Regions from separate parts of the Mus musculus genome. Here regions 1 and 3 are each linked to region 2. A link is a contact called in public Micro-C and promoter capture Hi-C data. All regions are on one chromosome and are shown on one strand. Each heading gives the region's core, a stretch centred on a gene start, on an enhancer-like site or on the middle of the called end of the contact. The rest is flanking DNA. Distances are from core to core; before and after follow the strand shown.

The links. Promoter capture Hi-C pulls out the DNA fragments that hold promoters and counts their contacts. Hi-C and Micro-C count contacts between places; a contact is called where the count stands out from the background.
Region 1: a contact with region 2 is called in a promoter capture Hi-C map of the 3T3-L1 cell line, with 3 times the contacts expected there. The contact joins the promoter of AU019990 here to the promoter of Adra1d in region 2.
Region 3: a contact with region 2 is called in a Micro-C map of embryonic stem cells, with 8 times the contacts expected there. The contact joins the promoter of Sirpa here to the promoter of Adra1d in region 2. A contact is called at or near these places in 1 of 39 promoter capture datasets (pre-B cells) and 1 of 484 Hi-C or Micro-C datasets (embryonic stem cells).

Annotation. Positions count from the first base shown.
Region 1 is chr2:132,596,112-132,600,476 of GRCm38.p6, reverse strand. It overlaps AU019990 (expressed sequence AU019990), which reads right to left and starts at 2,281. Exons shown (of 6, transcript NR_033468.1): 1 at 2,072-2,281.
Region 2 is chr2:131,561,172-131,565,518 of GRCm38.p6, reverse strand. It overlaps Adra1d (adrenergic receptor, alpha 1d), which reads left to right and starts at 3,022. Exons shown (of 2, transcript NM_013460.5): 1 at 3,022-4,347. The coding sequence starts at 3,351. Gm14285 (a long non-coding RNA gene) reads right to left here and starts at 3,743. Exons shown (of 3, transcript XR_374988.3): 1 at 3,659-3,743; 2 at 2,725-2,830; 3 at 1,066-2,572.
Region 3 is chr2:129,590,530-129,594,839 of GRCm38.p6, reverse strand. It overlaps Sirpa (signal-regulatory protein alpha), which reads right to left and starts at 2,001. Exons shown (of 9, transcript NM_001355158.1): 1 at 1,765-2,001; 2 at 1,146-1,236. The coding sequence starts at 1,227.

The sequences.
Region 1 (4,365 bases), core at 1,032-3,531, 1.0 Mb before region 2:
GTATGTACCTCTTAGGTGCTGGTATCGCAGACATTCCCCTCCCTGCCCCTCCCATCATGCCCCTCCCCTCCTTTGTTTTTGTTTCTATTACAGCTAATGAGCCAAGTGATTCCAGAAGGAAGAGTTTTGACAATGTGGCCTTGTCGTAAGAATAGGGAAGTAGAACCTGTACAAGTGTCACCACAGAAAAAGTTGAGATGGACTAAATGTCCTACTAATAAACAGTCGCTATGGGCAACATCCCCATGTTTTCTTCCTGGTTTGGGATGATGTAATTGTCAGGTATGCTGTAGAGGTAGAAAGAGGGAAAGTTCTTTTCTTTCAGTCTTCCTGCCTAAAAACACATAGAAGTTTAGGGATGTGGCTCAATCGGTAGGCTGCTTGCCTAGAAAAAAAAAAAATATATATATATATATACACACACACATATATATGTGTGTGTGGTAATTGTTTTCTATTTAGGTCATTTTAAAATGTAGGAAAACTCTTTTAAGGTAAAACTACTTTTTAAAAAATTATCTCATTTTATGTGTATGAGTGTTTTACCTGTATGTATATCTGTGAACCACATATGTGCCTGGTCCCCTGGAGACCAGAAGAGGGGGTCAGATCCCCTAGAACTAGAGTTACAGTTGTGAGCTGCCACGTGGGTGCTGGGAACTGAACTCAGGACCTCTGAAAGAGCAGCCAGTGCTCTTAACCACTGAGCCATCTCTCCAGCCCCCAAAGTAGGAAACTTCTAATCTGTTTATTATCTCCAGAATTAAAGTCTAGTCAGTAGTGATGTGTGTGTGTGTTTAATGTATTAGAGAAGCCTTTTGAAGAGCCTACTCACACAGGCTTAAAATCTACATTAATATATTTTTAAATAGCTCTGATTCTGTCAAAAAGAAAGGTGGGGAGTGGATGGGGAGGAAGACCGAGGAAGGCACTTGTGAGCAGCAGCAGAGCCCTCTAAGGTCTCCCAGCTCTGGAGCATTTATTGACCTTGTATATCTTGCTTTACTTTCCCAACAGTGGAAGCGCTTGGAGCCGCCCGTTCCTACAGGACACCAGTAAAGAAGGCAGGAGCTCAGGATTGGCCAATGTGGCTGACTCACGAAGCATGGAGTGTGGCAAGCTTCCACTGTTGCATAACAAAAGCAGAGCTGTGCTTGGGTCTCATGGCATTTTGTAACTTCTTTCAGAAGTTTACCAGATGCTCCGTGTTAGAGATGGGTCTGATGTAATGTCCCGCAGAAAAACTAAATGGGACAAAAGCCATGGAGTACCACATGTCTGTGGTCACTCAGGAAGCCAAGACAGGAGGATGTCATGGGTTTATGGGCAGCATGGTCTGCAGACCTTGTCCCATAAAACCAAAAAGATAAAGAGGAGGAATTGGGAAGGTGTGGGGGGGGGGGGGGCAGGTAGTAATCAGAAACTCCTATCTTCTATAAAAATAATTCCTCTCACAAAGTAGGGGGGAAAAACAGTCTTGACAGATATAGTCTGGTTAGCTAGGAAAACCTCATACCCAGCAATCTGGCCTTTATGGTGAATTTTTAAATTAAAGGCTGACTAGGTATAGTGGCACACATCTTTAATTCCAGCACTGCACAGGCAGAAGCAGGCAGATCTCTGTGAGTTTGAGGTTAGCCTGATCTACAGTTTGAGTTCTAGACCTGTGAGGGCTACATAGTGAGACCCTGTCCAACAACAACGGGGGGGGGGGGGGGGGGGAGAGGAAGGGAAGGGAAGGGAAAGGAAGGGAAGGGAAGGGAAGGGAAGGGAAGGGACTTTAAATAGTTGAGGCTGAGGGTGTATAGCTCAGTGGGAGAGCATTTGCTGAGGCCTAGGGTTAAGCCTCAGCAACACAAACTCTTAACAACTGTCAATGGTACCAGTGTTCCTTTTGATGTCACAATGTACCTTTTGAATTTCCCACTGAGTCCTGAAGCAGGCCATGAAGGCCATGAAGATGGCAGGAGAAAGCATATATCTCAACTCTCCAATTTCTTCCTTAGAAAAACGACTATAAACAGCTTCCTTCCAGAATTCCTCAAGGACTTGGGAGCCTGGGAACACTGACCTTGTGGGATCTGTTGATTCACGTTCTCAATGCAGAAGTCAGTTCATTTGTGTGGAAACACTCTGCTGACCCAGCTCTGTCCCTCAAAACATGCAGTTTCCTCCTAAGGCCTCTATCTGCCCAGGCACCACTTCATGACTTAATTTCCTGATTCTTTCAGCACTGGGGCTCCAACCTGAGTCCTTGCATATCATAGGCAAGCACTCTACCACTGAGCCACAGCCCTGGCTCTTCAGATTATATTGATGCATACTCTGAGGGTGGTTCTTTGGGGGCTTCCCTGTGAACTAGAACTTCAGGGTCAACTCAGGTCACCTGTGCTTTTCTGAATGCTGGAAACAGGTGAGGCGTGCCAATGCATTCAATTCTGCTGAATACTTGGCTGCTGATCAACATCTAGGCCAAGTGATTTCAGGAGCATAATTATGCCAGGTGTGATGGTACCTGCCTGTGATCCCAACCTCAGGGAGGCAAAAGGATTTGGACTTTCAGGACAATCTGGGCTGCAAGTGAGATGCACACAACACAGAAGCAACCAACAAAGCTAAACAGCATAATTGTTAGATGTGTTGTGTGCTCAGGATGAATGACAAAGGGTCTTGCCATGAGCAGCTGTCCTCCTCATGGACCCTAAATGTCTTCTCAAGGACTAAATGAGCTGCACTGATGTGGCTCTCGAATGTCTGCTTTCCCAGAAATGTTACAATTTCAAAGCGCCAGAATGCAATCTGGAGACTCATTCACACATTCACAGGCATTTAAGTTGAGTTCAGATCTTCCTGTCTTCTTCTAATGTCCATCTCCTGGGACCTGGTCTTAGAGAAAGAGAACACAAGAATAACAATCAACTCTAGTGAGAAACACAGGAAAGGAGGCTTACCATGAGAAAACTCTCCCACTGTCTCCGTGCTCTGCTGAAGACAGCTGTGTCACTGAGAACCCAGCCTACAGCAAAACAGGAACTGGGTAGCCAACTACTTTCACTGAAGGGGTCTCGAGAGCAACCTCCTTTTTTAGCGTCATGTGCTGACGTGCGTTTTCCGAATTAGGATCTGAGTGCAACTGTGAAAGGTCACTTGCAGCAGACTTCCATGCAGGAAAGAGGCATGAGGCTTCCCGGTTTTTGTCAGCCCTAACACGATTCTTAAGACACTCAATTGGCTCAGCTGTAGAAAAAAGAAAGGGGGGGGGGGCGCCTTGGGACTGTGGGATTTACTGTGGTGATAGAAAGAGAAGAGCCAAGTCATTAAGGAACAAAGGAACTGATTTCAGATAGGATGAGCAGGACAGGCTACTCTGAGTAGTAAGCTAAGACTTAAAAGAAGAGAAAAATACATGGGGAGAGTTTCTAGGAAAATGGAACAACGTACGCAGAGACCCTTTGGCTGGCCAAGATTAGTGTTGAAAGCCAAAGACAGTGACACACAATGAGTTTGAGAAGATGGTTAGAATTTTTGGAGCTGGGGGGATACTTCAGTAGTTAACAGCTCTTGCAAAAAAAAAAGACCCAAGATTGACCCCCATTAACCACATCAGTGGCTTACAGATGCCTGTAGCTCCACTCCAGGGATTCCAATGCCTCTGGCCTCTGCGGGCACCAGCACTCATGAACACAGACGTGAGTGAATGCATGTTCATAACTTTTAGAAAGTAAAAATTTAAAAATCCTCACTATGTAGCCCTAGCAGCCTGGAGCTTGCTATGTTGATAAGGCTGGCCTTGAACTCTGTCTCTAGAAACCTTACCTCCAAAACAAAACAAAACAAAACAGGTTGGCCAGAAAAAGAGGCAGGCAGGAATAGAGGTGGACATGTTTGTGGTGGGCTTTGGAGACCGAATAGGCAGCACCTTGGATGTATTGGACTCAGAGGGGGGTGGGGGGAGGAACAAACCCAAGTAGGGCATCTACATGATAGATGGTACTGTTTCGAGACAGGAAAGGCTTAGGGTGGAGCAACAGGTTTGGATGGTAAGGAGCAAGAGCAGGAGGTACTTCTGGGTGTCTGTGGAATCCCTTATGAGAATGTCAACAGGACAGGTTGGATATAGTCATCTCAGGCTGCAGGGAGAGATCAGGGACAGGGACCTAAATGTCAGCACATGGCCTCTGATGACATCAAAGCCAATGAACTGGATAAAATCACACAGAGGATCATAGACATGATCGAAGTGCTCCAGACCCTCAACATTCAGAGGCTGAACAGTGGCCGTAGCAAACAGCCAAGGATACAGCAAACAGTGAGAAAGGGCGTTCCTGGTACCAGGAGAACAACATTTCCAGAAACAGTGGGCGA
Region 2 (4,347 bases), core at 1,773-4,272:
GCCCATGACATTCAGCCAGCAAGCCAAACCTCAAATGGCCTGCCATTGGCTCTGAATTGTACAACCTGCACCCACACCTGTAAGTAAGGCTTCTTTTCTGAGTCCCTCCATACATTCTCTTACAACTGTAGTAACTCTCTGCCTCCAGCTTCAGGACAGCTTCTCTGAACCCTGAGGCCTTGTTAACCCTTTCATAGACATTCTGCAGCATGATTATATAAAAAGCAAAAAATGGGACCTGAGAATTAATACTAGTAATTAAGATTGGAATCCAACAACCAGTGATTTGGGGCTTATGAAATAGCTCTGTGGGTAAAGTGCTTTCTGTGTAAACATGAGGACTTGGGTTGGGATCTCCAGTAGCTTCAGAAAATCAGGTGTAGTGTGGTGTGTCCTGAGACCCTAGCCATGGAGTAGCAGAGACATGTGGAGTTTAGAGCTGGCCAGCTTGTCTAGATGATCAGCAGGCTCCAGGTTCAGTGAGAGACCCTGTCTCAAAAAGTAAACTGGAGGCTGTAGAGATGGATCAGCAGTTAAGTGCACTGGTTTGATTTTCAGGACCCACATGTTGGCCTACAACCATCAGTAACTCCAATTCCAAGATATCCAATACCCTCTCCTGACCTCTCTGGGCACTGAATACCCATATAAATAACCCACAGCAAAATACCCATATACATAAAATTAAAATACATTTAATAAAACAAGTTTAAAATAAATAAAATGGAGAAGCTATTAATAAAGTCATCCCAATATCAATCTCTGGCCTCTCACACATACATACACCCATATGTGTGCACACGCGTACAACACACACACACACACACACACACACACATGAGAGAGACAGAGACAGAGAGAGAGAGAGGAGAGAGAGAGAGAGAGAGGAGAGAGAGAGAGAGAGAGAGAGAGAGGGAGAGAGGGAGGGAGAGGGAGAGAGAGAGAGAGAGAGAGAGAGAGAGAGAGAGAGAGAGAGAGAGAGAGAATAAGGAAAGAGAAAGAGAGAGAGAGAACCAGAGACTGGCAATGACCAGTTATCAAGCAAAATCAGCATTATTCAGCAAATTTCAGTCAAGTAAGCTAACATAGCTTGTGATTTTACTGATTATTCCACAAGCCCTGACATATAGAAAGACAAACATGTCTGTTTCTGACATAACATGAACTTCGTCTTCCATCTCAAAGGAAGTCCCTTCTGCTGAACCACAAAGCAGGTTCTCCAGGATCAGGGAGCCAGCGCTATGCCCATGAGCCTCCAGGAGCTCACAGTGCTTTGAGAACCAGTGGGGAGACTTGCAAGGAGGGCCCAGAGGGTCAGACTTAGATTGCCCCAATCCAGCCAACACTTCTCTAAGATGCTGGTTTGAAGTCTTGCTTTGAAGCCAGAATCCCACTGCTTTATTCTGTTCTATTCCAATTCCATTTGCCCTCAGCTGTAAAGAAGGCAATGGTCCCAGAGAGTTGCTGAAGACCCTACAGTAAGAATTGCTGAAGACCCTACAGTAAGACAATTCCAGTATTCACTCCCCAGGTACAAGCTCCTATCAGAATATCTGCCTTAGGAAGGCAGTGTGTGTATAAGTCATACTTTGCCTGCCAAGGGCTCAGCTCTTGTGGATCGAGTTCAGTGAATGGTCTGCAGGATGGGAGAAGAAGAAAGCTCATGTCACAACACAACTGAGGCTTTCATTGCTTCTACCATCCCACCATCTGCAACAAGGAATAAACCAGGCACCAAGGACATGCACATGACATTTTCAGAGCATCCTCCCGCATCTCTATGGCCTCGCTTCCATAAGCCAAGTCAAGGAAAGGAAGAAATGATGAAGAATGAAAGGTAGTGTTTTGAAGATGTATTTGTGCCTGCACTTGTGTGTGTGTGTGCTCGCGCACATCATGTGTGTGCCTACATGAGTTTATGTGCACCATGTAAGTACAGTTGCCTGAGGAGGCCAGTTTATGTGCACCATGTAAGTACAGTTGCCTGGGGTGGTCCAGTGGCATTGTGTCTCTCCCTATTGGTCCTCCTCCCTCCCTTCTCTTTCCCTTGCGTCCCTGCTTCCTAGCACAGCCCCGTCCCCTCTCCCCTCTGTTCTTCGTGTTCAGGCTTTACCCCACTATTCTCCACTCTTCTGAGAAGTATGGGCACTACTTTGGTGGCGCTGCTAACACAGTGAATCTTACTCTCGTTTTCACATGTGGGGAACCGAGGCACAAGACGCCGGAGCCTGAATGGTGGAGGCAAGCTACTCTGCTCCCTCCCTGTTAAGCACCCTGCAGTAACCTTTCCCACCCTCCAGAACGTGACCTTTTCTGCCCAGAGGGAGTCCCGAGTACTTCGAGTAGCAACAGGAAGATTTATTCTGACTTCTGATGCAGAGTAGAGTTGCAGGGCCAAAGTTGGTATTATTCAGAGTACGGGCAAAGTCCTAGGGCTGTGACCACACCATCTGGTCTCACGCCAGTCACGCCCATCTTCAACCCGCGCCCAAGCATCTTGACCCCTTCAGGGCTGTCTCAATGCCACCATCGCACCATAGTGGGTTTTGAGATCTTGGGCTGGCCAGTTGCCCTAGAAAAAAGAGGAGGGGCATCAAACCGCATCCAGACGTTCTCAAGTGGCAGCGTTTTTTTTAAATCATCCAGCCCTGAACCCACAGATCCTGGGCTCTTGCTGCTCTCTGGCGGCAGAAGCCGGGAGCCCGGAGTCCCGGGGAATCGCACCTTGTATGCTCCGCTAGGGCAAGGGCAAGCAGAGAGTGACCGCAAGTCCAGAGAGAGGAAGGGAGGCAGCGAGGAGCGCTGGGGCAAAAGCCGGGGTGCAGGAGAGCTGAGGAAAGGAGGATAAGGGGACAGCTAGGGCAGAGGACGGTCGTGAGCACCGGCGAGGACCCCCGCAGCCGCTGGACGCGCGGAGCCCCTTCGCTGGCTCGCGCCGGCCGCCCCCTCCTCCCTCCCCGCCGCCCCTCCTCCGTCCCGCCCCCGCGCAGAGTCCCCTGCGCTGCAGAGGCCGCCGCCTGCACTGACGCTCCCGGAGGAGCCACCGCTCGCCAGGACACGCTTGGAGAGGGGAGCAGGGAGCAGGGAGCCGGCCCCGGCCCTTGTTTTCTTGTGACTCTGCAGCCACCGCCAGAGCCCGTTCCCGTTGGGACCTTCACGGCCTGGTGACCTCCGCCCCGCTCTCCCTGCAGCACCGCTCCCCTGCGGCCCCTCTGCCGCGGGAACTTGGGCAGGACCGACGGGACCGGCGCGCGGGGCTGGCTCGGGCGCTGCGGCGATGCCCGCGGGCTCCCTCCCCGCCACTTGCTCGCCCTGTGCCTGGGCTCGGGCCCCGACGGCTGCGCCGTGAGATGACTTTCCGCGACATCCTGAGCGTCACTTTCGAAGGACCCCGGGCGAGCAGTAGCACTGGGGGCTCCGGCGCGGGCGGCGGAGCTGGCACGGTTGGCCCCGAGGGTCCGGCGGTGGGCGGCGTGCCGGGTGCCACAGGCGGTAGCGCTGTGGTGGGAACCGGCAGCGGCGAGGACAACCAGAGCTCCACGGCAGAAGCGGGGGCCGCGGCAAGCGGCGAGGTGAATGGCTCGGCGGCCGTCGGGGGGCTAGTGGTGAGTGCTCAGGGCGTGGGAGTGGGTGTCTTCCTAGCCGCCTTCATCCTCACCGCTGTGGCGGGCAACCTTCTCGTCATCCTCTCCGTGGCCTGCAACCGCCACTTGCAGACGGTCACCAACTATTTCATCGTGAACCTAGCAGTGGCTGACCTGCTACTGAGTGCAGCTGTGTTGCCCTTCTCAGCCACTATGGAGGTTCTAGGCTTCTGGGCCTTCGGCCGGACCTTCTGCGACGTATGGGCCGCGGTGGACGTGCTATGCTGCACTGCCTCCATCCTTAGCCTCTGCACCATCTCTGTGGACCGGTACGTGGGTGTGCGCCACTCGCTCAAGTATCCAGCCATTATGACAGAACGCAAGGCCGCTGCCATTCTGGCTCTGCTCTGGGCGGTGGCCTTGGTGGTATCTGTGGGACCGCTACTAGGTTGGAAGGAACCAGTGCCCCCGGATGAGCGTTTCTGCGGCATCACCGAGGAGGTGGGCTATGCGATCTTCTCTTCCGTATGCTCCTTCTACCTCCCCATGGCAGTGATCGTGGTCATGTACTGCCGCGTGTATGTGGTCGCGCGCAGCACCACGCGCAGCCTCGAGGCGGGCATCAAGAGGGAGCCGGGCAAGGCCTCTGAGGTGGTTCTGAGGATCCACTGTCGCGGCGCAGCCACTAGCGCCAAAGGAAATCCAGGGACACAGAGTAGCAAGGGGCACACCTTGCGCAGCTCGCTCTCCGTAAGGCTGCTCA
Region 3 (4,310 bases), core at 752-3,251, 2.0 Mb after region 2:
AGGACCCAAGGGTAGCTGAAAACTGTGAATGGGGTGGGAGCACTTGGCGGGGAGCACTTGGTGGGGAGCACCCAGTGGGTTCCTGAACACTGCAGCTCAGAGAGAACTCCTAGACACCCCTTTTCCCACCCTGTTATCCTTTCTATCCTGAGGCTGACTCTCTCTCTTCCTCCTTCTACACTGCCATCAGGTGCCAAGCTCTAGGCAAATGTTGGTAAGAACGGCGTGCCGTGGCTGGATTTACCTCCCTGCAAAAGGAAGGTTGTACAGAGACCCCTATGTCCATAGCACCAATCCAAGAAGACACGAAATAAGGCTCCTTTCTGTCCCTCCCCAGCTATGTCTTTAGCCTTCATATACTTCCAGAAGAGACCCAAGATTTTTTGCAAAACCCCTTTAAGATGCAGCTCTCCTGAATGGTGACCTCACTCCTTGGCCAACCGGCCTTCAGAGCCCTCCTGCTGGAGACAGCCAGGTGTTTGATGTAGGCCAACAAAGAAGACAAGCTCAGAGCCACAGGTACATGCTGGAACTGCAGGGAGCTACTGGAAGCCTGCCTAAGGAAGGCAGGGGGGTGGCGGGGAGGAGACCATCCAGAGAGGGCTGTGCCCACCACAGGTAAATCCACTGTGTCTCCCAAGGGTCCGTGGATTACTCCGGCCTCTCTTCCTGTCTCTACCTCCATACACTAACCCTGCTTGCTCTGGTACTAGGGCGAAAGCTCACTCTTCCCCCATCCCAACAGCTCAACAGCGCGCCCAACCTCTGCCCCGACCCTCTCTCCAATCAAGTCTAGCAAGGGAGCATATGGGGAAACCAGGAGCCCGATTGCCCAAAGCAATTGCCAGTCTGCTTCCCCATTCAGGTTTGGCAAAGGGTACGGTAAACCAACTCATTCCTATACCCCGCAGCCCAACGCTGGGCTACCCAGTCACAGTCCACAAGGCAGATCCGGATAAGAAGAGTTCTATCCCGGCTTCTAGCCTAGGCTATGTGACCTTGGGCAAGTGGCTGACCCTCTCTGGGCCTCAACTCTGCATCTGTAACCCCCGTTACAGGGATTTGTCGACATTAGCTTAGCGACAGTGTGCGGGGCCTGAGCCCGCAGCTTGGGGAGGGTGGCAGTAGGAGCTGAGGGTGCTTACCTGTACAGAAACAGGACGCGGAGAGCAGCAGGCAGAGCAGCAGCGGCCCTAGGCGGCCAGGGGCCGGGCCGGCGGGCTCCATGGGCCGCGGCTGCAGAGCAAGGAGGGAGAGCGGCGGTGAGCGCGCTCGGCAGGCGGGCGGGCGGCGCGGGCGAACGACTAAGGCCCCTCCCCCTCCGCTGCCCCCCAGCGCCACCGCCCGGCGGGGTGATCTGACCCCCTCCCACAATGAGACGCCGCCGAGCGGGGAGACTCCGGGAGCGTGACGCCGGGCCAGGCCGGCGGGAAAGGGGAGCGGACCCGAGGGAGCCAGGCGCAGAGCCAGAGGCACGGGGGCGGGGGAGCGGATAGCGAGGGAGAAGGAAAGAGGGGGAGAGGAAGAGGGAGAGGGAGCGGGGACGGAGATCGGAGAGCAAGCGCGAGCGGGGACAGCTCGCAGAGCGAGTGCGGGCTGTGCGGAGCCGTCGCGAGGCCAGCGCGAGGGCGGCCCGGCCGAGCGCCCCCTCCTCGCGCCCGCACCTTCCCGCCCGCGCCCCAGTGCGCCCCGCGAGCTGCGCCGCCCGCCTCGGCTCTGCGCGAGCCCGCTCTGCCCGTGCGGGTCCCCGCCAGCCGCTCGGACCTGCGCCGCCGCGCGCAGGGCTGCCAGGCGGTGGAAGCACCGCTCCCTCTGCCCAGAGGCTGGCCGCGCACCACTTTGCGCAAACTTGTTTTTCTGAGGTCGGCGCGGCGGGCTGGCTACTTGGTCCTCTTAAGGTGGACTGGGGAAGTGGCGGCCGATCGCCCCCTGGTCTCGGCCTCTCACCCGGCCAGTCCTTAGACTCCAGTGGGCAAGAGGCTGCCCGCGGCAGGGGAGCTTGCAAGGGTGGAGAGTGGAGGGGGCGGGGAGGTTTGCTTTCTGCCCCTCCCCGAGAGGCCCTGCTTGTGTGTCCCAAAGCCGAAGGTCGGCCTCCGGGTGGGCGTGAGTCCTAGGGGCCCAAATCTTTCCTAGCTGGCCCCGAGGTATAGCAAAAGCAGGAAGTAAATGCAGGGGGAAGGGGGAGAGGAAGGAGAGAGTGATGGTACAAAAATAGCGTGTGTGTAGGAAGGACTTCAGTGCCTCTTGGTAAAGACGCGCTGGGGGAGAGGAGCAGCAAAAATGCTGTGGCAGGGAAAGGAGAGGGGCAGGGCTGGGCCCTAGGGAGGAGACAGACCAGAGGCCTTCTATCAGGGAGAATAGATTGGAGGTGGAGAGGGCCCAGGCAGCACTGTACTAGGAGAGACCTGGGCTGCAAAATAGTTACCCTAATGAGGAAGAGGAGGGACAGGAGAGCCTATCCCAAAGGACAGAGCCTCTGGATGCAAAATGTACCCTAGCTCTGGATTTCCATGAGCTAGGTCAGGTGCTTGGTTAATCGGCAGAAGGCTGGGCACCAAGGCAGGGAAGAGGAATCAAGACCCTCTCTTATTAACTGGAGAGTTTCTGAGTTGGAAGTTCAGAGATAGCAAATTTTGCTTCTCACAATGGTGGTTGAGGGACATAATGAAGCAAGACAGGCCCTACTGGCCCATCCTCTCAATAAAGAGGATGTTTAGGGGCAGAGGAGTGGAGGATGATTGCCTAATGATGTAGAAAGCCCCTTATGCAATGGTGCGCGCGCACGCACACACACACCACAGAGTCCTCTGCACCCATGACCAAAAGCCTGGGAGATTTTTTAGTTTTTTTTCTTTCTTTTCTTCTTTTATTGTTTGTTTGTTTGTTTGTTTTTGAGAGGCAGGAAGGGTGCATCTGTTGAACCCAGGACCCAGCTTCCAAGCCTTAGATCGTTCCTCCTGGTCTAAGAAGCTGCAGTCTTGGAGAAAGACCTTGTTTCTGTGTCTCTGCTCTTTTTAAAGCAGACCAGGCCAACATAAGCAGCGACCCAGAACTGCCACTGGGAGAGTTACATGAGCTGATATTTGCACTGCATTTTAAGAAGAGCCTACCATGTACCAAGGGCAAGGACAGTGTTTGAGAAGTGTTTGGCAGCAGCAATCCTTAAGGGACCATGGGGCAGCCCTAGCAGGAAGATTAGTTGTATTTCTTTGGACCTAGGGGATTACAAGAACTCACTTGCAGACTGGGAGAAGGTGCAGGGGAAGACAAGAATGAACAGAGGAGGTCTTGTAGGGAGTGTAGGTTACAAGTGCACATGTGTGTCAGCTTGGTTAGGTAAGGGCAACAGTATGTGGCTAGCACGTCGGGAGGGTGGTCCAGAAGCCCAAGAGAATTGGTTCTGCAAATAGGAACCCCTGTAGGCAAGATTCAAGTAGGGCCTACCATGCTTGATTGTTACACTCAAAGGGTCACTATAGTTGGAATAAGAGGTGGCTGAAGGGAAGAGAATACGGAGTTCGGGGGCCTGGGCAAGAAAGAAAACTTGGTTCTAGCATCTGAGCTGAGCTGCAGTGTCTCCAGCTCTTTAAATTGTGTCTGATAGGACCATGGTGTCCACTAAAGCCTTGTGAAAACCCTCCTCCAAAATTAGCTGGGTGTGGTGGCACACGCCTAAGCCCAGTACTTGGGAGGCAGAGGCAGGCAGATTTCTGAGTTCGAGGCCAGCCTGGTCTACAAAGTGAGTTCCAGGACAGCCAGGGCTATACAGAGAAACCCTGTCTCAAAAAAAAAAAAAAAAAAAAAGCCAACTGCTGGAGTCAGAGATGATGCAGCCTCCTGCCCTATGCTGCTCATCTGTTCTGGGGCAAGCACACACAAACACCGACCTGCCTGGGATTAGGAACTGGGAGATTAGGAGGAATAATAATTGTACTACCTGCTGTTTATATATAGCATCTTTGGCAAAGGCGCTCAGCAGAGCTTCCAAACTACCCTCTTTACTCTCACATCTGAGTGTGGGGGAGTTGACATTTGTCCACATAAAAGTCACTTGTGTTCACCCATCCGTTGCTGTGAGTCCCCTGAGATTTGTGGACAAATGTGTAAAACTAAAGGGGCAAGGTACAGCCTGCCTGGGGTCGCACACAGATTATGACAGATAATTGATACGAATCAGCCATCACAACAGCCAGTCTGGGTGCTTTAATCCAGATGTTATTCGTTCACGGTCCCTGCACTTACCAGCATGCATTGAGTGTCTACTGTGTGCTTGGCAGTGCACTGAGCAGTCGAGATGTGGCAGCTGGGAA